Regions from separate parts of the Mus musculus genome. Here all the other regions are linked to region 7. Evidence: chromatin contacts called from public Hi-C, HiChIP or PLAC-seq and promoter capture Hi-C data. All regions are on one chromosome and are shown on one strand. The core of a region is the stretch at or near the end of the contact, and the rest is flanking DNA. Distances in the headings are between cores, read along the strand shown.

What was found. Promoter capture Hi-C pulls out the DNA fragments that hold promoters and counts their contacts. A called contact is a pair of places that touch in the nucleus more often than the background predicts. HiChIP or PLAC-seq counts read pairs in DNA pulled down with a chosen protein or histone mark.
Region 1: a promoter capture Hi-C map of the HPC-7 cell line shows a contact between it and region 7, with 2.9 times the contacts expected there. The contact joins the promoter of Gmpr2 here to the promoter of Thtpa in region 7. A contact is called at or near these places in 17 of 39 promoter capture datasets (the 3T3-L1 cell line, the C10 cell line, the HPC-7 cell line and 11 more), 3 of 484 Hi-C or Micro-C datasets (embryonic stem cells, pre-B cells and uterus), 5 of 115 datasets of contacts at active chromatin or transcription factors (embryonic stem cells, extraembryonic endoderm stem cells, memory CD8 T cells and 2 more) and 2 of 9 other capture datasets (adipose tissue and pancreatic islet).
Region 2: a contact with region 7 is called in an H3K4me3 HiChIP or PLAC-seq map of the SCID.adh cell line, with 8 read pairs. The contact joins the promoter of Ltb4r1 here to the promoter of Thtpa in region 7. A contact is called at or near these places in 1 of 39 promoter capture datasets (pre-B cells), 2 of 484 Hi-C or Micro-C datasets (B cells and embryonic stem cells), 3 of 115 datasets of contacts at active chromatin or transcription factors (the SCID.adh cell line, embryonic stem cells and large pre-B cells) and 1 of 9 other capture datasets (liver).
Region 3: a contact with region 7 is called in a promoter capture Hi-C map of second pharyngeal arch cranial neural crest. The contact joins the promoter of Nynrin here to the promoter of Thtpa in region 7. A contact is called at or near these places in 9 of 39 promoter capture datasets (the 3T3-L1 cell line, cranial neural crest, embryonic stem cells and 5 more) and 1 of 115 datasets of contacts at active chromatin or transcription factors (embryonic stem cells).
Region 4: an H3K4me3 HiChIP or PLAC-seq map of embryonic stem cells shows a contact between it and region 7, with 10 read pairs. The contact joins the promoter of Tgm1 here to the promoter of Thtpa in region 7. A contact is called at or near these places in 9 of 39 promoter capture datasets (the HPC-7 cell line, cranial neural crest, embryonic stem cells and 4 more), 6 of 115 datasets of contacts at active chromatin or transcription factors (embryonic stem cells, memory CD8 T cells, pancreatic cancer cells and 1 more) and 1 of 9 other capture datasets (adipose tissue).
Region 5: a Hi-C map of pro-B cells shows a contact between it and region 7, with 5 times the contacts expected there. The contact joins the enhancer-like site here to the promoter of Thtpa in region 7. A contact is called at or near these places in 2 of 39 promoter capture datasets (pre-B cells and stem cell-derived epiblast-like cells), 4 of 484 Hi-C or Micro-C datasets (B cells, long-term hematopoietic stem cells, pre-B cells and 1 more), 2 of 115 datasets of contacts at active chromatin or transcription factors (bone marrow-derived macrophages and pancreatic cancer cells) and 1 of 9 other capture datasets (adipose tissue).
Region 6: an H3K4me3 HiChIP or PLAC-seq map of bone marrow-derived macrophages shows a contact between it and region 7, with 5 times the contacts expected there. The contact joins the promoter of Sdr39u1 here to the promoter of Thtpa in region 7. A contact is called at or near these places in 3 of 39 promoter capture datasets (the 3T3-L1 cell line and embryonic stem cells) and 2 of 115 datasets of contacts at active chromatin or transcription factors (bone marrow-derived macrophages and memory CD8 T cells).

Annotation. Positions count from the first base shown.
Region 1 is chr14:55,670,482-55,673,955 of GRCm38.p6, forward strand. Gmpr2 (guanosine monophosphate reductase 2) reads left to right here and starts at 1,754. Exons shown (of 10, transcript NM_177992.2): 1 at 1,754-1,903; 2 at 2,225-2,320; 3 at 2,469-2,588. The coding sequence starts at 2,234. It overlaps Nedd8 (neural precursor cell expressed, developmentally down-regulated gene 8), which reads right to left and starts at 1,399. Exons shown (of 4, transcript NM_008683.4): 1 at 1,314-1,399. The coding sequence starts at 1,331.
Region 2 is chr14:55,764,333-55,767,468 of GRCm38.p6, forward strand. Ltb4r1 (leukotriene B4 receptor 1) reads left to right here and starts at 1,630. Exons shown (of 2, transcript NM_008519.2): 1 at 1,630-1,761; 2 at 2,901-3,136. The coding sequence starts at 2,910.
Region 3 is chr14:55,852,710-55,856,024 of GRCm38.p6, forward strand. It overlaps Nynrin (NYN domain and retroviral integrase containing), which reads left to right and starts at 1,406. Exons shown (of 8, transcript NM_001040072.1): 1 at 1,406-1,717. The coding sequence starts at 1,520.
Region 4 is chr14:55,711,816-55,715,173 of GRCm38.p6, forward strand. It overlaps Tgm1 (transglutaminase 1, K polypeptide), which reads right to left and starts at 1,677. Exons shown (of 15, transcript NM_001161714.1): 1 at 1,572-1,677; 2 at 619-939; 3 at 286-474. The coding sequence starts at 934.
Region 5 is chr14:54,232,018-54,235,249 of GRCm38.p6, forward strand. No RefSeq gene overlaps it. Among named protein-coding and RNA genes, the nearest start is that of Dad1, 20 kb to the right of the region's middle. Within about 2 kb of position 1,449, at least 138 of the 459 cell types and tissues checked have an H3K27ac peak or open chromatin away from gene starts, as enhancers often do. A contact at or near this core is called in B cells, adipose tissue, bone marrow-derived macrophages and 4 more, where this site is marked.
Region 6 is chr14:55,898,556-55,901,756 of GRCm38.p6, forward strand. It overlaps Sdr39u1 (short chain dehydrogenase/reductase family 39U, member 1), which reads right to left and starts at 1,677. Exons shown (of 6, transcript NM_001082975.1): 1 at 1,635-1,677; 2 at 1,259-1,365; 3 at 1,092-1,174; 4 at 629-750. The coding sequence starts at 1,650. Khnyn (KH and NYN domain containing) reads left to right here. Exons shown (of 8, transcript NM_027143.3): 8 at 1-225.
Region 7 is chr14:55,092,702-55,096,091 of GRCm38.p6, forward strand. It overlaps Thtpa (thiamine triphosphatase), which reads left to right and starts at 2,083. Exons shown (of 2, transcript NM_153083.5): 1 at 2,083-3,305. The coding sequence starts at 2,759.

The sequences.
Region 1 (3,474 bases), core at 504-3,003, 580 kb after region 7:
CTGCTTGTCTTAGCAATTAGAGGGCTAACACAGGTGGATCTCCACAAGCTTGAGAGCAGCCTAGGCTACAGAGGCTGGTTCAAAATCCCAAGTAATCCTCCACCTCCACCACCACCGCCATCATAGATCCACTGAACAGGGAGGGACTATCATTCTTATGATCCATTAAGTCTGAGCCTACCCAAAACACAGTGTTGTATATATTAAAAACAAAGAATAAAATGGTGTTTAAAACTCAAAGACCTGCTGGGCAGTGGTGGCGCACGCCTTTAATCCCAGCACTTGGGATGCAGAGGCAGGCGGATTTCTGAGTCCGAGGCCAGCCTGGTCTACAGAGTGAGTTTCTGGACATCCAGGGCTGCACTGAAAAACCCTGTCTCCAAAAACAAAACAAAACAAACAAAAAGAGTCAAAGACCTATTGCTAATTCATAGATTACCCATGTCTGAAAAACAGTAATCATCAACTTGCCCTCTGACTTCAATCTTTAATTAAAGTTTTTTTTGGAAGGAATGTAGAAAAAAAGGCTAATAGTTGACGTGTCCAGTAACTGAAGATAGACTGAACACAGCAATGAAAAGGTCAGATTAATGCCAGGCCTCCTCATTATTATCATTTTTGTGTCTCTGTCTAAATGTACAGCAGAATGGCCTGATGGGTTTAAAACTGAACATCTACGGGAGTTGAAGACAGAGTACCAAGAACCAACGCATCGATAAGTAGCCTAAATTAGCCAAAGAAATGAGGCTAGTTCTTAATGTCCAGTTCCGACAGAAGGTGCCTAGTACCACTCCGAGCTTAGCTACTGTAAGACGGGTGAGACACTAACCTTGGCTCGTAGTCTAGCTACTGAAAGGCCCTCACTTTCATCAGACTCTAATCAGTGCTGTGCTCTGGAGGGAGCCTGTGTTAGGGCCTGAGAGAAGTATACAATCTAGGCATGAAGAACAGGGGACAAAGCTTTCCCAAAAAATTCTGGAGTGAGGAGCCAAGCTGCTGCCAGGCCTTCTCTATGACTGCAAGGGCTTGAATACAGTGAGACCAGGACAAACGCTGCCTCCTTCTGGGTCTGAATACAGACTGGCAAGAAAGTAGGACAGGCTTCCTTGTAAGACCCGAAGTCTTCAGGCTGGATCGGCCTCCAGAGCTCAAAGCCTCCCGGGGTCCCCCTAGTTCCCATCAAGCCTCGCGCAGGGCCCCGAGGGTGTCAGCCCTCCAAGTTCAGGAAAGGCATGGTTTTCCTTCCCGCCTCTCCCTTAAGGCGCAGCGGCCAACCCTGCACCGAGTCTTGGAAAGTCTGGAAACGCTCCCACCTTCACTTTAATTAGCATCTTCTTCCCAGGTTGGGGTTGCAGGCGGCTAGAGTGCTGCTTCTCCCGCTGTGGTCGCTGCTGCCGCTGCCGCTTCCCAGCACTCCACGGCAAGGAACACTTCTGCTTCCGGGTCACTCTCTGGACCCACCCTCTCCTCTTTCCACCGGGTTCCCGAAACGCTCAGGAGTGCCCTCGTGTTCTGTGTCAGTGGGGTTGTAAAGAGAAAGGCAAGTCGGCTAGGAACAGCCAGACGGCGCCCTGAGACCCCGCGCGTGGCCACCGAACTGGTGTTAGCGGCGAGCTGGAACGGAACAAACTACTTGTCCCATCATGCCTGGAGGCAGCTCTGTCCTTTGCATCCTAGGAGTTGTAGTTCTTCTGCCGCTCGCACTCAACGGCAGCTTGAGTGTGTGGACTCTGTTACCCAGAAGGCCTTGCACAGCGCCCGAAGCTAGAATTCCTTGGGTAGTCGAGTTTGCAATTAGCGGAACTCGTTCGAGTGGCCCTGAAGGCTCATCGAGGCTGCACGCGGCTAGTTGCTAAGCAAAAGAATCTTTGGTCAACTGCCACCTGAGTCAAAGCAACAGGAAGTGAGTACCGCTATGCCGGAAGCTGGTTAAAATCTCTTTTCTCATCCCTAAGTTAGCTTCTTACTCTAAGTTGCCCTTTGCAGGGGCGAAAAAAGGGAGAGTAACTAGGTAAGGAAGCACCTTCAGGAACCATAATCTCTTCCCAATTCTCCCTAAAAATCATACCTGGGATTGAAGCATTAGGATAATCCAGACACTGGATGGTCCCAGGGAGACTTGAAGAACCACACCCTGATCTGACTTTACACAGTTTAAGCGTGAGAGGCGAACTTTGTTACTTCCCAGTCTTACAGCCTCATTTTTTTTTAAATCTAACTCCAGCTTTGCATCATGCCTCATATTGATAATGATGTGAAACTTGACTTCAAGGATGTCCTGTTGAGGCCCAAACGCAGCACTCTTAAGTCTCGAAGTGAGGTGAGCCAGTTGTCTTCCTTGGTTTTTATTTATTTATTTATTTTTACCTCAAGCTTCTAATGGACCAGGTCCAAGAAAGCTGTCAGGTTCGAGAACGATACATATTTTCTGAATGAATGAAATCTTAATGTCCTCTTAATGTCTGCAGGTAGAGCTCACAAGATCATTTTCGTTCCGGAACTCAAAGCAGATGTACAGTGGCATCCCTGTCATTGCTGCCAATATGGATACCGTGGGCACTTTTGAAATGGCTAGGGTTCTCTGTAAGGTGAGATTAACCTTATGCCCCCTACCAGATCTTCTCCCAGCTAGCGGCTACAGAGGAATTGCATCTGTATTCCCAGTCTCTGGCAATTAACAGAATGTTGTGTTTACTATTTTTTTTTCCATTACTAAGAACCATTTGATCAGTTCAAAGATCTGTCTGAACTAGTGAGATTCAAATTTAGATCTGTTTCATCTTTTTTATTATAATCTCCCATAAATTATATACTTTACCAAATTCTTCCAGTGCCCACCCAGGTCAACCCAAGCACATGCATTTCTTCAGTCAGTCATTGTTTGAACATTAAGCAGTCACTGTTTAGTCCAGAAATTAAATACTGTTTTGAGTATTTAAAAATTTTCAACCTGGGATATTACAGAAAAAAGGAGTTTATTAGTTTTCTTGTATGCCTACTATTATTTTAATTTTTCACTTCTTTAAGGTTCTTTTAGGTTCCTGGGAGTTTCTGAGATCTATCCCAAATGGAAGTTTTGTTCTTAAATACAGATTGTTCCCTTTGAAAATGGAAGACACTGCTCCTGACAGTAATATCACTTGCCTCTATGCATGTAGTTGAGAAGGTAGATAGTTGCCTGGGCACTTTTGAGAACATAATGTGCTTTGCTGATTAATCCTAGTATCCCTAGTTGGTGGGTTCTGTTTCTGTTTGTGGCTGTTGGCCTTAAAGACCTGGGTTTTTGTTTGTTTGTTTTTCTGTTTTTGTAGAATGTTTGTTGTGCTTTCTCTGAGATTGATAATTATGGAGTTTTATTACTTTATTCCTGTTACCATTTACTAATTCTTCAGGGTTTTGGCTATTATCTTGTCTGTCTTCTCTGACAGGTGGATTTGGGGAATTGGCAAATCTGTTAAAAAGGCATGCTATAAT
Region 2 (3,136 bases), core at 380-2,879, 670 kb after region 7:
AGTCTCCAGGGTCATGCTACAAACACCAAAACCAGGGTTGACGTGACTTCTGAATCAGGGAGGAAGTGTGCTTAGCATGCCTAGGCTCTGGAGGAGGAGGGAAGATGGCTTCCCAAGGAAGATGGAGTGGGGAGAAAGTGCAAAGATAACCCACTGTCCGCTAGGAAGGGCCGTGGGTGACCCTGGAGCTCTGAACCCAAAGCTTTATTCTGAAACACAGAGTCCGTCCTGTCCTGGTGCTCTGGAGCAGAGGTTCCTGACCTTCCTCTGCTGTCTACTCTCCACCTTACACACCCCATGTGGTCAGAGAGATCCTTCCTCAACTCTGCCCTCTGTTTTTGCTGTGGTTTCAGCTCCCCTTTTCATCATATCCTCTGCTTGACAGTTACTGGGCCAATGCTGATCTGGCTTTTCTCAACTGACAGCAGGTGAGGGCACTGGGGGACAAAAGGGACATCAGTGATCACCATTATGCTGCTTTGCCTAAGAAGTGACAGAGTGAAAGACAAACAGAAAGGCCCGTGCAGACTGGAGGGCTGTGTTCTTGGTGCTACGGGACACTTCAAAGAGAGCCAGCATCCTTTCTTTTGTCGAGGGGAGTAGAAGGCTGTGGTGGCTTTACAAATTCTTAGATGCTCTTGTGGTAGGGCTGGAGGGAGGTAGGGCTGCTGGCCCTGAGCCATCCTGTCTCTTCTTCATTCTCAGTATCCCCTAGCTTAGCCCACATTCTCCCTGTCAGAGTTGAAACCAGACGGTACAAGGCTGTAGGGATACAGGAAAGAAGTGTGGATTCTTGCCTAGATCCCAGAAGGAAAGTCCACCAGGGCTGCTAAATGGCCTGGGTAAGGTAAGGGGAAGACATCCGTATTTTGTGTCATGAAGGAGATCAATTAGACTTTGATGTCTCTCATAAAGAATGGAGAATTGGTTAACCTGGAACGGGCAGTGCTGGATGTGGCTTGTCTCTTATAGCCACACCACAGTTGTGGTCTGACCTGCCTGAAGTCAAGATTAGGTTGTGGTTCTCTTCTTTCATTTTTTCACATTCTCATTGATATTCTTTCTCTTTGTAACCCTCCTCCTCCTCTCTCTCTCTCTCTCTCTCTCTCTCTCTCTCTCTCTCTCTCTCTCCTCTCTCCCATATAGCCTAGGGTGGCCTTGACCCCAATATGCTGTTTTTAATACCATGATACCCTAACTCACAACAATACACAGAACATAGGCGGTCAACCTAATCTAAAAGCGCATTAATCAAAAAACTACAGCATGTGCAGGTTGTTAATGTGAAGTACAAAGATAATATTTTTAAAATCAGCAGTCTCAATCTTAGCCTTCTCCCTTGCTTCCTTCTCCTACAATTCAATCCGTAACTTTGCTCACTCCTCCTGTCTAGACCTGCACTTTTAGACCACACCCCAAGCCAAGTCACTCCTGGCACCCCTCTTTCCTACTTCACTGCCCCTTTCTGGCTACTACTCACTTAGCCCCACCCAAAGAGTCTTCCTCTCTTTTGGACTGCGTTGGAACACAGACTGTCCCACCCCAACAGTGAAGGGAGGTGTGGGGGTTTTCAGCCTCACCCTCAGGAAGATGCTCCCCCGCCCCGCCTCCTTTGCTCTGCTCTGTGGTACTTCCTCTCTGGCTGACTTAGCTGACAGACCTAGAAGTGGGACCAGGACCCTGGCACTAAGACAGATTCAAGGATTGTATATCCAACAACTAGACAAGACATTACCTTCTGATCAGCATCAGGGAAACCCTGTAAGTATCCTAGGAATGATATGGTGTGTGTGTGTGTGTGTATTTGAATATGTTTATGTGTATGTGTGTGAGTATGTCAGTATGGTGTGTGTGTTTATGTATGCGTCAGTGTGTTGTGTGTGAGAGAGTCAGTATGGTGTCTGTGTGTGTGTGTGTGTGTGTGTGTGTGTGTGTGGTGTGTGTGTATGTGTGTGTGAGTGTGTTTATGTGTGTGTGTGAATGTATGTCAGTATGTTGTGTGTGTTTATGAATGTGAGTGTCAGTGTGTTATGGGTGAGTATGTATGTGAGTGTGTGTGTGTGTGTGAGTGTGTGTGTGTGTGTGTGAGTATGGTGTGTGTGTTTGAGTGTGTATGTGAATGTCAGTGTGTTGTGGGTGAGTGTGTGTGTGTGTCAGTATGGTGTGTGTGTCAATTATAACTTGAAGAGATGGTGAGACAGAATCCCCAAAGAAAGCCCGACCTCTGTAAAGGGATGGTTCTTGTCCATTAACTCTTCCCTGCCCTGCTCTTCCTGGTGCCCCATGGTCAGCTCTAGAGAGTGTGGGTAGGTGACTGGAGAAAGTGGACAGTGGCCTCTTGGGAGATAGAGGAGTTAGCCTTTCAAGGCGTGCACAGTGCTGAGGAAAGTCTCCCAGCCTGGTGCTGGGTTCCAGGCTCTCTTAAGGAAACGAGTGTGAAGGGTTTTGGAAATACTGCTGTTGCTGTACATTTTGCAACTGGGTCTGAAGCAAAGAAGGGGCCCCACAGCCTGGTTAGGAAATTAGTCTTTCTATTCAACCAGGCGCCTTTAAGACAATGAGGTTGGCAGGGCGTGGTGGTGCACGCCTTTAATCCCAGCACTTGGGAGGCAGAGGCAGGCAAATTTCTGAGTTCGAGGCCAGCCTGGTCTACAGAGTGAGTTCCAGGACAGCCAGGACTACACAGAGAAACCCTGTCTCAAAAAACCAAAAAAAAAAAAAAAAAAAAAAAAAAAAAAAAAAAGAGCAATGAGGTTGACAGTGATGGGGTGACATATTTTGAAGGTGCCTCTGAAACTTCTGATTTTGGAGACCAGAGTACTCCATGCTAGTTTGATGTGGCTGGGGGTCAAGAATCCTTTGGCTTTCCCCTCATGGGTGTGTCCACTTTCACTCTCTAGGTCCTTTTGATGGCTGCAAACACTACATCTCCTGCAGCACCTTCTTCTCCTGGTGGCATGTCCCTGTCTCTGTTGCCCATTGTTCTACTGTCTGTGGCCCTGGCTGTGGGGCTTCCTGGCAATAGCTTTGTAGTGTGGAGCATCCTGAAAAGGATGCAGAAACGCACGGTCACCGCCCTGCTGGTGCTGAACTTGGCCCTGGCCGACTTGGCTGTGTTGCTCACTGCTCCCTTTTT
Region 3 (3,315 bases), core at 156-2,655, 760 kb after region 7:
GAGGGGCAGGGTTGAAGAACTCGTTACCCAGAACCCCACAGACCCACCTTTTATTTCTCTGAATTCCATTCCAGGGATGAGACCTTGTAAAGGTGGGGCTTGACCATCCAGTCTAGTCTGGCAGTAACCTGAATCTTTTCCCCCTGGGCCCCTTCTGCACAGCGTGCACCTCCCCACTGGCCTGCATACATACACACATCGGTGGCTCTGTAACACCGATGTCCTAGGAAAGGACTCAGTTTAAAAAAAAAAATAGCTGTCCTTTGTTCCCGTGGGTCAGGTCATACTTGTGTCTGTCAGACTGTGACTCTTGGTTTGTTTGGAAAGTAAGGTTCTCTCGAGGCCCCAGCTGCAGACTGTGCCTTCCCAGTGCCAGGCTACTTCAGGCTACAAGACCACATAAAGTGTTCTTTGTACTGAGCATGTCTCCAAGGCAGCTCGGGTTTTGAGAGTGTCCCCAGCCCAGGGCTAGTCTTGGACCACTGATGCCAACCATATGGCTGTGGATAAGGATGATTGGAGACCCTACCTCCCACTGGCTCCTCACACTCTAACTCACACTTGCTAAAAAAAGGGGTTCTCCTAAACAACCCGAGCCTGAAAACTCTGGCAGCTAACCCCCTGCCCCTCCAGCCCTGGGGGGCTTCCGCAGGGCCTGGGCCTAGAGCCAGTTCCAGGCGGTCCCCAGACTAGAGTGGGGGTGGGGGTCAGAGCTGTAACCCTTTACGTCCTGCTTGGTCTCCAGCCCATAGTTTCTACAGGCCCTAGCCTCTGTGGTCTCTCCACCCCATTTTCCCTTAACCCTTTCCTGCCACAAAGAGATGGGTGTAGTAAAGGGTTTTCAAGGGAAGTCCAGACGACCAAGGATCATGTGTGTGTGTGTGTGTGATGTGTTTGTGTGTGTGCGTGTGGTGTGTATGTGGTGTGTGTGCGCGTGTGGTGTGTATGTGGTGTGTGTGTGTGTAGAACACTGCTTGGAATCTAAAACCAGGGTCTCAGAGATCAACTCTTCAATCCTTCCTTTTCCTTCCTTCGAGGAAGGAACTTTGACCCCTGAACACAAAACTTGGGTGGAAGGCAGTTGCTTCCAAGACCCTGTTTGGCCCTCTCCCTCCCGCCCAGCCTCCTCTCCTTCCCTCCCTCAGTCTCCAGCGCCCCTTTAAGCCATCCAGCAGCTCAGGCGAGTTTATCCAGGGGGCCTGGCTTCGAGGTCGAAGGGGAGGAGGGGGTGGTGGTTGAGGGGGAGGAAGGGCGGCGGGAATCCGCTCGGTCCCACCCCTAGCTACAACCCTTAGCAGGAAGGGTTTGTCTCCCGTGCTGCGGCGGAAAGGGACGGAGCTGGGAGGGCGGGCGCGGAGCGCTGGCGGGTGGGTCGCAGAACCCACAGCAGGGAGGCGGTGGCGGGGGGCGCGCCTCAAGGAGGGGAGGCGTGGCTTAGGCTGCAGGGCTAGGTGGCTGGGGGCCTCGGTGCTGGGACCCGTGACACTTCTCACGCTTTCCAGGGGCCGGAGGGACAGCCATGCTTTTGTCGGGGGGTAAACCCCCAGCGCAGGAATGGTTCATGGTGCAGACAAAATCGAAGCCCCGGGTACACCGGCAGCGGCTGCAAGTCCAGCGCATCTTCAGGGTCAAGGTGACCGCTTTCCAGAGCCGTCCTGACACCCCTTACTTTTGGCTGCAGCTGGAGGGGCCCCGGGAAAATACGGGCAAAGCCAAGGTAAACAGCTTCGTTTTGTTCTTTCCTTTCCCTCCTAGTCAGATCCTCTCCCTCTCTCCTGAACAGTCAAGAGTCCCCAGAGGTGTTGAGCTTGTCCTGCTGTTTGGCTTGCAGGGTCTGGGCCTCCCTCCCTCCAGATCTGCGGGGCCCCTGCTCTGTCCCTCTGCTTCCTTCTTTCCCTTCTGCCCCACCCCTCTCTTACATGTCACTTCTGTCCTTTAAGTGTGCTGAGAGAACCTCTGCTGAGAGTCTCTTTCTACCAGCCTTCTCTGGTCAGAAACAGGCCCAGATTTTCCATCTTGGGATCAGTTTAAGGGCCTGCATTTTTGTGGCCTCTGCAACATATGTCTTTGTTCTCACCAAGACACTGGAAGGCCTCCGTTCTTTCTGTCTGCTTAAATCCTGGGCGGTTTCTCTGAGTACTGGGACCAGAGGAGGGCCCTAGAGACACTTGTAGAGTGGCGTTGGCAGTTTATAGACGAAGCAGTAGGACTCAGAGAGAGAGAGAGAGAGAGAGAGAGAGAGAGAGGGTGAGGGTCTGCCTCAGTCATCAGAGTCAGGAAGGAGTAGGTTGGTGGAGGTTGTAGAACCTAGGACCCTGCCGGCAGAGTAGGATGCATCTGTTCTGGAAGGCAGTGCCTTGGGATGCCAGGGAATCATGGACGTTGAGATGAAAGGGCCTGCTGTATGGAGCTGGATATTGGAGAGGCCAGGTTGCAGCTTGTCCCTTTTACGCTCATCTTGGCTTCTCTGCCTGGGCTCCTCCCTCTGGTTCAGTCACACCCAAGGGCCCCCTACTCCCTCAGATTCCCTTATCTTCTCCAGTAGGAATGCTCTGGACTCCCTTCTCTCGGATACAAGCTAGTCTTTAACCCTTTGGCTGAAGCTCTACCCACATCTCAGTTGGTCAGGGCCTAGGTAGGGGAGGCCCGGAACACAGCCAGCAGAAGGAAGGGGAGGCTGGGAAATTTCTCCCTAAACACGCCCATTAAGCTGCTGCATCAGCACTTTTCCAGTTCTGACAGAGGTGCTGGGGGAGGGGAGAGGTGTCTGCCCAGAGAACAGATGTGCAGGGCCCCTTAGTTTCAGAGGCTGGTGTAGGATAAGCTAAGAAGAGGCTTTTGGGTTCTTTATGTTCTTAATTTTTTTCCGTTACTGTTAAAGTACCACAGCTCAGCCTTCATGGAGAACTAATCAGCTGACCAGGGCCTCCCTAAAGATGGAGACTGAACCCAGGGCCTGTGCATACCACAGAGGCCCTCTGCCACTGAGCCACTTACTCCCCCTGGGCCCCTGAAGAGCACTGCTTGAGATGCTCCACTTTGTGTTTCTTGTTTAAACTTCAAGTCAGCTTCAAGCTTGTCAGCATCACAGCCTCTTTGGGCTATAGTTTTTTACCCCTGAGTTTCTCACTCCAAGCCCTGCTAAGTGGATCCAGGGGCTCTGTCAGTTTCCTCTTGTGTCCCTCTTTGCCCCAGAGAGAGGCATTGTTGAAGGTGGGAACAGCTTGCAGGGATTCTGGGTAACTTCCTTTCTTGGTGGGGACAGAAGGAAGAAAAGGAGGGGGAGGGGGTGAGGGCAAGGGACAGTGGAATGTG
Region 4 (3,358 bases), core at 427-2,926, 620 kb after region 7:
GAAAGAGGGGCACATGGAGACATGGAGTCAACCGTGCTGAAGGAGACACAGGGGCCAGCACTGTGAGAAAGACAGTTGCCTCTGGAGGCTTGTGGAAAGCCAGCTTGAGGAAACTGCAGGACCACATCTTTTCTGAGAGCACCACTAGGGGAGCACTATGAATCCGGCACCAGCCTCTTTTGGCAGAGGTGAGGAGTGCCGGGGAGGAGCCTAAAGACCTCTCTAACCTAACACCAGCCCTTCAAGTCTAGGGGCTTTACCCTTCCCATTCCAGGTCCCACTCACCAATGAGGAGCTCAAGGGCAATGCGATCAGAGGACTCATATTCCCGGTTCAAGAAAAGGATCATGTGGAAGGGCTGCCCACGGCGCACAATCAGCTCATCATATTCAAACTCATCCGTGTGGTGCTCTCGGCGGTTCTGGTCTGATCGTGAGCACAGCAGATCCACACCAGTCACAACCAGCATTCCCTCTGTGAAACCACATCCATGGGTCAGTGAAGAGTTCACGAAGAGCCCAGTCCCTCCTCAGAAGTCTCAGAAGCCCCCTTAGAGATGCCAGGATAAACCTTAGGTTCCATAAAGGCTCAGCTCTAGGTTAAGGTGTGTAATCTCACCTCGGATGGTGCCATCTCCAGCTGCATTTACACCACTGCCCCGAGACTCGGGTCTTCGGCCACCCCGAGAGTCCCTACCCCGGGAGCTGGTCCCTCTGCTTCTGGAGCCAGAAGGTTCAGGTCCCCAGTCATCGTCCCCTCTGTTCCCACATGAGCAGCAGCCACAACAACGAGCCCAGAAGGAGCGGCCTCCTCCTCGGCGGGAGCGCGAGCGTCTGTCTGGCTCCGGCACCGGCTCTGGCTCCGGTGACGGTGTTGTAGGGGGCTGCCAGGGGCTCCTGCCCCAGCGGCCCACGTCTGAGCGAGGACCTTCCATTGTGCCTGTGTAGAAGAGACAGAGGGTGCTCATTCACTCAGATCTCCTGTGCCTGGGATGTCCATCCCACCCACCCAGAAACTCTATCCAGAGAAATTGGTTCAGTACCAGCTAGGTGACTGGGATAATCACATTCTCACCCTGAGATGCCCCAAAGACCCTATTCAGTCACCCAGAAGAAGCACCTTATATTGCAGAGAAAAACCTCCTCTCCACCTTGCTATAGACACTCTCAAATCATACTAAAAAACAGATGTCCAGTGGAGAAACCATTGAAGATCCATCTGAGGAAATGCACAGTTGCCTAAGAGAACACCTCCAAACCCTGTATATATCGGTCTCTCCACCCGCTGGCTTCTCAGTTTAGAGGTCCAGCCTCTAGGACTATTTAACAGCAGGTAGGAGGCATAGGGGTCAGAGTCCCCCGACATGCCTCACGTCTGGACAAACTTCAGGCAGGGCTGCGGAGATGGCACAGCAGGCGTAAGCAGAGTTTGGCCCCAGGAAAATTGGGTCTCAGCCCACAGCAGGTACGCACTGGAGATCGGTCCTTTCTGGGCTTGGGCTGTGTGTCCCTTGACAGCGAAGGCCCGCTGTGGCTCAGCACTGAGGTAAGGTGTAAGCTGGAGCCTCTCACCTGGCAGCGGTGTTGGTGATGGCACCACCGGGTCCCGGGCCCGGGTGGAGCAGGTCAGGGCGTTTGGGACGGGACCAACAGGCTGGACGTAGCCACGCGAGTGGAAGGTGTAGGGCGGGCCGGGTAAGCAGTTTATGAGGGGAGGGGAGGCGGGGCCGAGTTTCTGGGAAAAGGGGAAGAGGGTTGCTTCATCCCTCCTGTCAAGAGGCCAGTCTCTGGGGGCTGTCCTCTGGTAGGGGCGGGAAAGACTGGCTCCACCCACTTTCTCCTTTCTAGGAACTGAGGTCATGCTAAGGAGGGGGTCCGGATCAAAGTTCTGTCAGACCTGAGGCTGAAGTGAAAAGGAAAGGCGTTTGGTGACGGATCCCACACCAACTTGATTCTTACCACACTAGGTGTTCAGAGAGCAAAGAGAAGGGCTCTTCCACTCAGGCCTGCAGGGCAGATCTGTTCCCTAGCTGGAGATGCCTCCTTTTGCTCTCAGAGGGCCCTGCTGCTAAGCTCTCTTGTAGCACCCACCGGGCTTGGCCCTGTGAAACTGGTCCCTGGGACTGGAACTTCTTTTGCCTAGGAAGGTCCCAGTACCTCAGGCTGCAGACAGATGACATCAGCGGCCAGGCCCTCAAACTGGCTCCACCTGTCAGTCCCTGACCAGCCAGCTCTACCAGGTCTTCTCATGCCCCTCAGCATACTGCACCCTTCTGTCTCTCTTTCAGCTGTTCCACAGCCCCCAGAATGAGTGGGCTATCTCTGTTTCTTCTAAGTTCGAGATCCTCCCAGCTTGAAAGTCTCGGGAAGGCTTAGGTCTTGGCTTGCTTTCAGGTCTGGGTGGACAGGAGCCTCCTCCCCAGGCTACCTGGTATTCCCTTCTTTCACTGAGAGTGTCTCATCAGCTGGAGGTAAGCATTTCCCCTCATTTGCAGCCTGGAATTCTTCTTGAGAATCCAGACCAACCGGCTCCAGGAACACACTCTCTGTCCTTTCCAGCTCCTGCCCTGGCTCTGGGTGAACCGTCAGAGATGTCATTAAAACTGCCCCAAGGCAGAGAGGAGCCAGACAGCTTTAGGGAGGCTCTCTCTGGCCCTGTCCGAGGCACCGCACCGACAACTAGGACCTCTTCACTCCGCTCCATGGGCCACCATCAAAGATAGTGAAAATAGCATTGGCAAAAAAAAAAAAAAAAAAAGAAAGAAAAAGAAAAGAAAAGAAAAGAAAAGAAAAGAAAAGAAAAGAAAGACAGACACAAAGCAGCATCCTAGGCAGCAATCTGTTTGGAAATGTATCCTGTACAAAGGTATCCAGGGAAGTAGGAACAGCTCCAGGATCTACATATACACTGATTGGTTGTTTGGTTTTTTTGTTTGTTTTTGTTTTTTGTTTGTTTTGAAATGATCTCACATATAGCCCAGGCAGACTTTGAGCTCACAGTAACTCTCCTGCTTTAACCTCCCAAGTGCTGGGATTACAGAAGAAGGCTGACAGTAAGCATGGTGTGAGTTTTTCCCTGTTCAGCTGGCAAGCCTTGGAACCTAGCAGACTTCTAACACATAGCAATGAAGACCAAAATTCAAGGCAGGTGTGTGGCGGGTCAGCCAAAGGGCTTCACTTGGGGACTGTTTGTGTATCACTTAGGATACAAGAAGAGGAGTGGCTTCAAGGGGCGGGGCATGTGAGCACACGTGTGCCCGGCAGATTCCAGTGAAGCAGGAAAGTGCCTGGTTTTGCTACACTCTTCTTCTTTTAACCAGTCACCCTCTTTTCCCACTATGCTAAGGTTGACTCATTGC
Region 5 (3,232 bases), core at 199-2,698, 860 kb before region 7:
TCCCTAGTGAGACCTCTCTCCTCCCACTGGCCAGCGAGGTCCGTGGCAAGACCCCGTCCGGCTGGATATGGTGCTGAGGGAGGAAGCATCATGTGAGAGATGCCAGTTCTGCTGCCTTCCATGAGGGCCAGTGAATCTGTAGCTGATGCGTGAAGCATCACCGCTCCCAGACTCATTAGTCATTAGCTCATCCAAAGCAAATAAATGCTTTGAGTCAGAAAGAAGATTCACATCCTAACACTGGCAACCCAACGCTCCACCTCCCCACTTGGAGAAAGGAGACTACATCCCTGTGAGATTAGAGAACCTCACGGGATCATAGAACTTCAACAGCAGACGGGAACAGGCACTTGATACTGTGCGAGACACACAGGGCATAAGTGGGTTTACTCACCCCCTAGACAGCGAGGCTGCTTCTTATCTTTATAGCCCATGCCTACTGGGCACAGCCCAGGCGCCTAATTAATTATTTACAGAATTGTACAGACAGAGGGTCCTCTAAGGTTCAAAAGACAATATGTAGCGGAACACAGTCTCAATTCAACACTTTACATCATGCAAAGCACATTCCACAATACCGGGCTGCCCACATTAGGAAAAAAAAAAATGTGTGCTCAGACTTATAAATTCAAAATTAAGTAAGTAAAATATTTCTGTCTAGTCTGACAGAAATTCTCATTTTTTTCTTTCTCACTAAAGTTCTTATTCAAGGTAAAGGACCACACATACCCAGGGGAAAAAAAAATTTTTTTTTTTTTTAATTAGCTATCGTCTTATACTGGCTAGTTCTCATGTCAGTTTGACAGTCTGGAATCATTTGGGAAAAGGGATGTCAATTGAAAAAAGTCCCCCTCAGATTGATGGGCAAGCCTGTGGGGGCATTTTCTTAGTAACTGATGAGGGAAAGCCCAACCCATTGTAGGTGGTGCCACCCTGAGCAAGCTGGCCCTGCTATAAGAAAGCAGGCTGAGCAAGGTATTGTAAGGCAGCAGGCAGCTTTCACCCCTGGTTTGAGCATCAGCTCCTGCCTTGCATTCCTGCCCCGACTTCCCCGATTCCCCGACTGATGGATTTCAGCTGTAAACTGAAACAAACCCTTTCCTCCCATGGGGCTTCCACCCCCCACCCCACCCCATGGCGTTTTATCACAGCAATGAAAACCCTAAGATAAATCTTAAGTCATGAGGCACCCAAACACTAGCCTAGACTTCCAGTCCACAACCCACCAGAACTACAACTGAGCTAGTAGCTTCCAGGTGCTGGAAACTAGCTGATGCTGGCTGGCTTGCTGACTTTCCCAAAGAAGGGAACAAATCTCTGTCACTTCCCCCAAGTATGTTCCAACAATCATAACAAGAGCGCTTTGTGGGCCAAGATCACAGACGTGATCAAAGAGCAGAGGTGCAGGCTGCCGGGAGAGGAAGCAGGAGGAACATTTGCATGCCGTGGTGACAGGAAGTGTGTAGGCAGAGGGTGCAAAGGGCTGTTTCCCACCACTGCCGAGCAAGGAACAATGTACAGTAGTTGTGGTAAATGGCTTGCAGCCCCACAGATTGAACACAGGAAATAAAAATAACCCCCCCCCCCACACACACACACAGAGGAGGTGTGAGCTGGAAGCTGCAGGAAACAGCAGGACATCCATCCCTCAGCCCATACAGTACCTGAGTCAGCAAAACCAACCCCTCCGCCCGGGGAGCCTTGTGGAAGGCCCTTCCCTAGTTGAGGAATAACCCACGGTTAGCCTCTCTGTGCGTATGGAACTGAGAGCCACAGAGCAAGCTAACTAAAGTCTACAGCAAGCCTATGGTGCATTTTCAAATTTGAACTCAAGACCCCTGAAAGTAGTTTGTACTGTTGTAAACGGTACAAACTCACAACAAGCTACGCCTGCCGCCAAGGCTAGTCCAAGGGGAAAATCACAACCCCGAGACAAAAGCAGATCTGCGCCTGGAAACTAGTACCCGGCCCAGGTGGCTCTAAGCCACTGCGAGAAATGTAAATCTTCACGCGTACTGTTGTGACGTCTTCCTTTGCTCTTAAAGTCCGATTGCTTTTCATATCTGAAATATCTGCTTATTGAATCCAAAGTAAACCTCATCCACTTCTCCGGGGAAAGCTGCAGGATGTCTGCACGAGTGTCGAGCACACTGATCGCTCAGCCATCCTAGTGAACTTCTCCTCAGTGCTAGGCCTTGGCCCACAGGACCCCTGCCAGGTTTTGTCATTATATTGAACCCAACCATTCCTAAAAGGCTTGTTAACTCACTCTGGAGTATGTCTAGCTAAGCAAAGAGCTAATAAAGAATGGAGAGGCTCAAGCTCTGTTAAGCTTCCGGGTAGTTGCAGGATACACCCAGAGCTGGAAATGCGGGCATCTCAGACTTCCGGGTGCACACCACCACCTGGCACCGTGTTAAAATGCAAAGCTTTGCTTCTGTCGCTTGGGGGTAAGGCCTGGGAGTCTCCTTTTCCAACAGCTCCAACAGTGGCCAGTACCACTAATGGCCGACTACCCACTGAATGGCAAGCCTCAATCATCCAGGATAGGGGTAGTCAGCTACACCCGAGACTGATTTGATCCAGTGTGACCCGGGCAACAGAAGCGTGAGTTCCTCAGCCTATGGCAGCGTGCAGTCCTATGGGAGGGCTTCTGGAGCACGGGTCATTTGGTAATCAGCTTCAGGGGAACACGACAGGGCTGTTCCCCATATATGGCAAACTTACTGCTCCTGAGAGACACAGAGCTCACTGGATACAGGATGCCTAGACTTCAGCCAGCAGACGCTACTCTACTCCGGCTTTGTCTTTAAAGTGATCTCCTGTGAAGACCTATGGTCTTAAGCACAAATCTGAGCTTCATTTCCTGACCTACTTCAGGAGAACTGGACCCTCTGAAGACAACTGTGACGTGAGACCAAGGCTTGTGAGGGAGCTTTGGGAAACAATGTGAGAGAAATCAACACCCGTGCACGCGCACACACGCCAGTCACATGCCACAGGCAGCACAGACAACCTCTCGTACACACAGAGTCACACAGAATGCAATACACAGACACACCTGCCTGCAGTCACAGTCACACCTCTCTCTCACCACACACACACACACACACACGCACACACACGCACACACACACACACTTTGCACTTGTTCTATACTGCCCAAGAGACACACATGTATTTCACTCTCCCAGAAGCTTATGGAAACGGACATAACAGGAAGAACACACAG
Region 6 (3,201 bases), core at 427-2,926, 810 kb after region 7:
TAGCTTTTGGCTGTCAGGCTGTGTCCAGAGGCCGCTAGCTTGTAGTGGGTAGGGACAGAAACGTAGGTGCTAAGCTGCTTGAACTGGACCATTCTTGACATCTGTGACTTTTTTTTTTTTTGGCAAGTTACTTCTCCGTATGAAAAAAATCTGCATCCTCAGTATGGGAGTAACTGTACCTACCTCATAAAGTTGTAAGGATTAAATAATATGTATATAATAGTATGGTGGCTACTACTCATTTTAATTGTTTGCAATTGTGTGGTCTCAAAGGAGACACAACAAAGGGAGCTCTTCATAAAGAACTGCAGTGCAAAAAAGCAAGGGGTGTGGGAGTGGGGAGATGCCTTCTGTGCGCACTAGGACCCGTACCACACCTCTTTCTCTGAGGGCTCCCAATAAAGGCTCTCTAGCCAAGTACCCCACACCCCCATTCTGCCTTTCCACACCCATAAAGACCAGACTGTGACAGTACAGATCTGGGTCAGGAAGAACCTGCAAGGCTGGAGGCCTAGGCAGTGACCCTGGGAAGGACCTGTGATTCGGGTGCAAGCCCCAAGTGCCTCAACTGCTTGCTCTGTTCTCCCTGGCTCCGTTAATGTAAGAGGCTGGTGATTTGGGAGCGTACCTACACCTGTGACTAGAATCCAAGCCTGAGGTGGGTGCGCAGTTTCGGTGATGGCTTTGGCTAGCAAGTGGGTAGTATCCAAGCGGCTCGTAAGAACCTCTTTTTGGAAGGTTTCATTCCATCTGCAGAGAAAATGAAAGAAAAGGTCAAAAGTGCAGACATGCACCTAGACCATATCCTCCCCACTCATCCGGCTCCCCTCCCAGTAAGTCTGTTGTCCTAAGCCTGTCTTAATGCATAGCTCGGGGTGGCTAAGAAGATAGGACTCTCTCCCCCGGCCCCCAATAGGCATGGGCTATATCTCTTTATCCACAACACTGGGCTTTAGTAGACGCTGATATATAACAGGCTCCAAAGGCTTAAGGGGACACTTGCACAAGTTTATGTCTACCATGCACGGGTCACAGGCATCGACCCTCTCTCCCCCCTGTACAGGTGATAACTGCTTTATGGCCCTGTTGACCTTCGCAGAGGGTTGAGGATATTCTCTCCAGCCAGGTTGATGACAACATCGCAGAGGGGCAGCCCCGACTCACTGAGTTCACTCTGTGGGAGAAAGTACAGTGCCGGCTGGTACTGTCCTTCCCGCGCAAATTGCCCTCCCACCCACCTTCCAGAAGCTCGACCTACCCACGTGATTCGACCCGGGCCAGGCTGTCTGGAGACCAATTTAACTTCGTGGCCCCTGCCTCTCAGCAGCTGGGTTACGGCTGTCCCAATGAATCCCGTCCCGCCACCTGATGGGGGAGCACAAACTGTTTACTCAGCGGGGTGGCGGTAGGTCATCTGCTGGCGGCCCCTTTGGGTGCGGTCCCCATCTGACATCAGGCCTCTCCAACCCACCCCGCGATGCAGAGGTGACAAAAGTCACAGGGTCGCACAGATTCAGCTTTTGGGGCTGGGAAACCAAGGCTAGGTTGCCTGCTTAGGAGACTGCACCCTGTGGGCCTGTTTTCTCAGCTCTCGGCTACAGCCTAAGCCGGCCCGCCACTCTGCCCTCCCTCACCTACAAGCACCCGCATAGCGACAGGGAGCTAGCACGCCTGCGCGAGATTTAAACACCGGACGCGACTACGAGCCTCACCTCACGCGAATCTCAGTACTAGGTGTGCCCCACCCTCCCCCGACCCGGAAGGAGTTATAGTAATAGCGAAGGACCATAAATTTCTCTGGGAAGAGGGGTGGATGACGCAAAAGAGATGGAGGACGAAGTGCAGAAAGGATCCGCTCCTAAAGAACAACTCTAGACCGCGAAGCGCTGGGCGTGGGGAGGGGGCGGGCACTGTGGAATTCTTCTTCATCTTTTCTCACTGTTCTGCCTCCTTCTGTCAGGACTCGAGGGTGTCAGAGTTTCTTCTCCAGTTCATGTGCGCACTCTTGTCCTTGCTTCCGCAGCTAAGGCTCTCACAAGCGTGCATCCCACCCGTGCCCTGCTTCCCAGTTCATCCGTTTCAGGGCCCTCCAGGAACACATAGTTCACCAAGTCTAATGCCCAGTTGTAGATCATTTTGATTGATCGCCCAGCCAAAATTACTGTTCTTTCTCCCTTCCTTTTAGAAATGATAGGCATTTCTCTACCGCTGGTGAAATGAGCCGATTCAAGCCAGACTAGTTTACATTAAAGGCAGGTTTATTGGGAGTTAACTGGCCCCAAGGATTAAGGCCAGGGGACTCACCATGGAGAGGAGTGGGGGAGAGGAGAAAGAGAGAAAGGGCGACCGAGCAGAGAGAGACACGGGGTGGGAGAAGGAGAGATGGGGGAGGGGGTAGGGAGAGAGCACAAAATGTCTGAATTTTATAGGGAAGAGCCTCTTGAGGAAGGGCAGCCAGGCCCCTGGTCTGGAAACTTCAAGGTTGGAGGCAAGGTATGCCAGGTAGGGTCTGAGGGATGATGGGAGAATCTGGAGGCCATGTCTGCTTTGTAAACATGTAAAAATGTAAAATATTTGCCTCAGTCCCTGGGCATAATCCTGGTCTGAAACCAAACAAGAAACGCTGCATTTTTGCCTTGAGTAGAAACCACACTGTCTTCTGGGACTTTAAGAACCAAGTTTGGTGTCTGGTGCATATCCTTTCCCACTGAGGCCAGACAAGGCTGCCAAGCTAGAAAAACATATCCCACACACAGGCAACAGCCTTTGGGATAGCCCCCACTCCAGTTATGTGGGACCCACAGGAAGACCAAGCTGTACATCTGCTACCTATGTGCAGGGAGGACTAGGTCCAGCCCATGTATGTTCTTTGGTGGTAGTTAAGTCTCTGAGAGCCCCAAAGGTCCAGGTTAGTTGATTCGATTGGTCTTCCTGTGAAGTTGCTATCCCCTTAGGGGCTGCAATTCTTCCTCACATTCTTCCATAAGAGTCCCCAGCTCCATCTACTGTTTGGCTGTGGGTGTCTTTATCTGTCTGAGTCATCTGCTGGGTGGAGACTCTCAGAGGACAGCCATGCTAGACTCCTGTCTGCAAGCATAACAGAGTATCAATAGTGTCAGGGATTGGTGCTTGCCCATGGTATGTGTCTCAAGTTGGGCCAGTTACTGATTGGCTGTTCTCTCAATCTCTGCTCCATCCCCA
Region 7 (3,390 bases), core at 833-3,332:
TTTATTTTTATTTAAAAAATTTTTTTTCGAGACAGGGCTTCTATGGGTAGCTTTGGCTGTCTAGAACTCGTTTTATAGACTAGATTTCTGCCTCTACCTCCCAAGTGCTGGGTGTTGTTTTATTTTAAAGCACTATTGCTTCGCAGAGCCTTCAGGAGGTTCATCCCTATTTCACTCCCTTCTTCTAGTCTTATCGTCCCCCCCCCCCCCGTTTGATTACTAGAACATTCTGTTTCATAGCAGTTTCATAGTGTTTCTCTCAGTGTTGTTGTGTTCTTAACTCAGTGTTGGGAAGGGAGATGGGAGGCTTTGGTTCCTTCTCCTTAACAGCTCATCAGTGTTTTATATTCTAAATTTTAAGATTCTGAAGCGAAGCTGCGCGTGGTGGCACACGCCTTTGATCTAGCACTTGGGAGGCAGAGGCAGGTGGGTCTCTGAGTTTGAGGCCAACCTGGTCTACAGAATGAGTTCTAGGACAACCAGAGCTACACAGAGAAACCCTGTCTTAGAAAAAAAAAAAAGATTGTAAAGCAGAGTATACAGGACTTTATTTTATATTTTATATTAGAGGAAAATAAGGTTTCCCAGCTCAAGATTGCATGGCCGATAAGTAATAGTCCCATGATGTAAACCCTCAGTGGTCTCCAGAGCCCAAGCTTGCTGCGTGGCATATTTTCTTATGAAACCAATATTTTGAGTTTCTACCATGTAACAGTAAATAAAGTTTGTAACTGGTTCTTCAATCCTCATATAACTGAAGCGGGAGAGGGTGGTTGTACCATGGCCAGGAGCAAGTGGGTCTACAAAAGAGGACGGACGGGTGAGGTTTGGGCTAATGAGAAGAGATGGGGTCTCGGACTTGTTCCCTCCCCACTCAGATCCTTGGCTTTACTTTTCAGTCTTGTTGAAGCACTGGTATTTTCTGTGTTCTATAAGATCCAACCCATAGACCAGAAGCAGGAGTTTGTTTAATGCCTTCCTAAGCTCAAAATGCCATGTCTGTAAGTGCCAAGTTCCCATGATGCTCCCTGCCTGTCTCACTCTTGGCCCAGGAGGGGCTGTAAGTCAGTCTGTAGCTCAGGCTCTCCGCAAGCTGTCACCTCTTGCCTCAGCTTCCCCGATGGTGGGAAACCAGCAGCAGCACAGCACTCTGCCTGTCTACTGCTCGTACTCCCAACAATGCCACCTCCGCGACTGTTGAACTGAGTCTGCCACTCACTCATGGCTTTTCAACCCGCCACTCAATTGCACTTCAAGCCATCGTCAGCTTAGATACTGGCTAGGTGCTGTAGCTAGTTTCTGGGCTTTTACCCAGGCGGTTATTCCCACCTAGGTCTCCAGAAATCCCACCATATTCATTCATTCATTCATTCATTCATTCATTCATTCTCTCTCATACACTCTCATGTACCAGTATTTTGTCTGTAGTACAGTACAGGAGGATGCCAGAAGAGGGCGTAAGAACCCCGCTGTAACTGGAGTTAAAGAGGTTGCCACCTGCGCTTTAAGTGCTGGGAAGGTAATCCCAGCTCTGTAAGCACAGCAAGTGTACTTAAGTGCTGAGCATCCATCACTCCAGCTGTCCCATTACATCTCTAATTCACATTCAAAACATCACTTCCTCCATTGACAGAAAGTTTCCCATTTATCCTCTCGAAAATCCCAGGATAGAGGTAAGGGCATGGCAGCTCACACAGGTAACCCAGCACTCACTCGAAGAGGAATGAGGAGTTCCAGGTCAAATTGGGTTACATGAGATCCTTGTGTCAAAACAACAAGAAGCAACAAAAGACAAAACAACTATAAAAAATATTCCAAGTGACCACTGAATTACTCCACTAACCATTACAACTCCCCACTTAGTGGGGAGCCATAGCTTGTGTTTTATCAGTCGCATTCACTGTCTACACTGGGAGGGGTTGGGAACTACTCTTCCCGTTCGCCACCCCCAAAAGCCTTCCTGTAGAGCTTGAGGTAGAGTCCCGCTTGCTGAAACTAATTCTGATTTCCTTAGTGATCGGTGGGCAGGAAAGGTGAGGTGGTCCTTTGGAAACTACATCTCCCATCATGCACCAGGCCCAGGATGCCAGGCTCACGCTAAGGCTCGAGATCTTGGCCGATTCCTGGGCTCCAGGAAAAATGCAGGATGAACAGCGGGCAAGAGGAAGCTCTCTCTTCTCTTGCCCACCGGGTTGGGTCGCACGTAACCTAACAGACCTCTCAGGCCTAGCTTGTCATCGGCACCGCCACACCGGTCTAATATGGCCGCTAGTGCTGGGACCGGTCTCGCGCGTAAAGAGCCTGGACTAAGGTCCGGAGCCGGAGACCGCTCCCGGCATTCCTCGCGGGTGTAGCGTGGGCACCCTTCCCCCACTTCCGGGTCCCGGGAGAAGGAGACCCTGGGGTCTTGAAGAGTGTCCCGAGGTACCGCTGTTTGGTGCTAGGCGAAGAATGGCAGATCATCCTGGGCAGTGAATCACTGGCCTTGGGTAGCAAGGTGTAGCGAGAAGATAGGTCATCAGCATTACGGCCTGTTTGCTAGGGAGCCTTTTGGGTTATCAGTAGTAGGATTTAACTGGAGACTTGTCACCATTGTTGCAGCCCGCAGAGACCTCCAAGTAGAGCCCTGTGAACCTGGAGCAGAGCTCTGGGACAGTGTATATGCATCTTAAATTGATCCAGGACTAGTCCGTCTTTGCTGACTAGTCCTCACCTTGAGCACTCAGTGAATACCTGGCAAACAGGGTTGCAGGTTAATATGGCCCAGGGCTTGATTGAAGTGGAGCGAAAGTTCGCTCCAGGGCCTGACACGGAGGAAAGGCTGCAGGAGTTGGGGGCCACCCTGGAGCACCGGGTCACCTTCCGAGACACATACTATGATACCTCTGAGTTAAGCCTTATGCTGTCTGACCACTGGCTGCGACAACGAGAAGGTAGTGGATGGGAGCTCAAATGTCCTGGAGTAACAGGTGTCTCAGGACCTCACAATGAGTATGTGGAAGTCACATCGGAAGCTGCGATTGTGGCCCAGCTCTTTGAACTGCTCGGGTCTGGGGAGCAGAAGCCTGCAGGTGTGGCTGCTGTCCTGGGCTCGCTGAAGCTGCAGGAGGTGGCTAGTTTTATTACTACGCGAAGCTCCTGGAAGCTGGCCTTATCTGGAGCCCATGGACAGGAGCCTCAGCTCACAATAGACTTGGATTCAGCGGACTTCGGCTATGCTGTGGGTGAGGTAGAGGCCATGGTGCACGAGAAGGCTGAAGTCCCGGCTGCCCTAGAGAAGATCATCACCGTCAGTAGCATGCTTGGTGAGGGAGACAGGTCTTTGTGTGCGCAGCATGGTGGGGGAGGGAGGCAGGCCCTTCTATGCTCAGGAACATGGTGGGTGAGGAA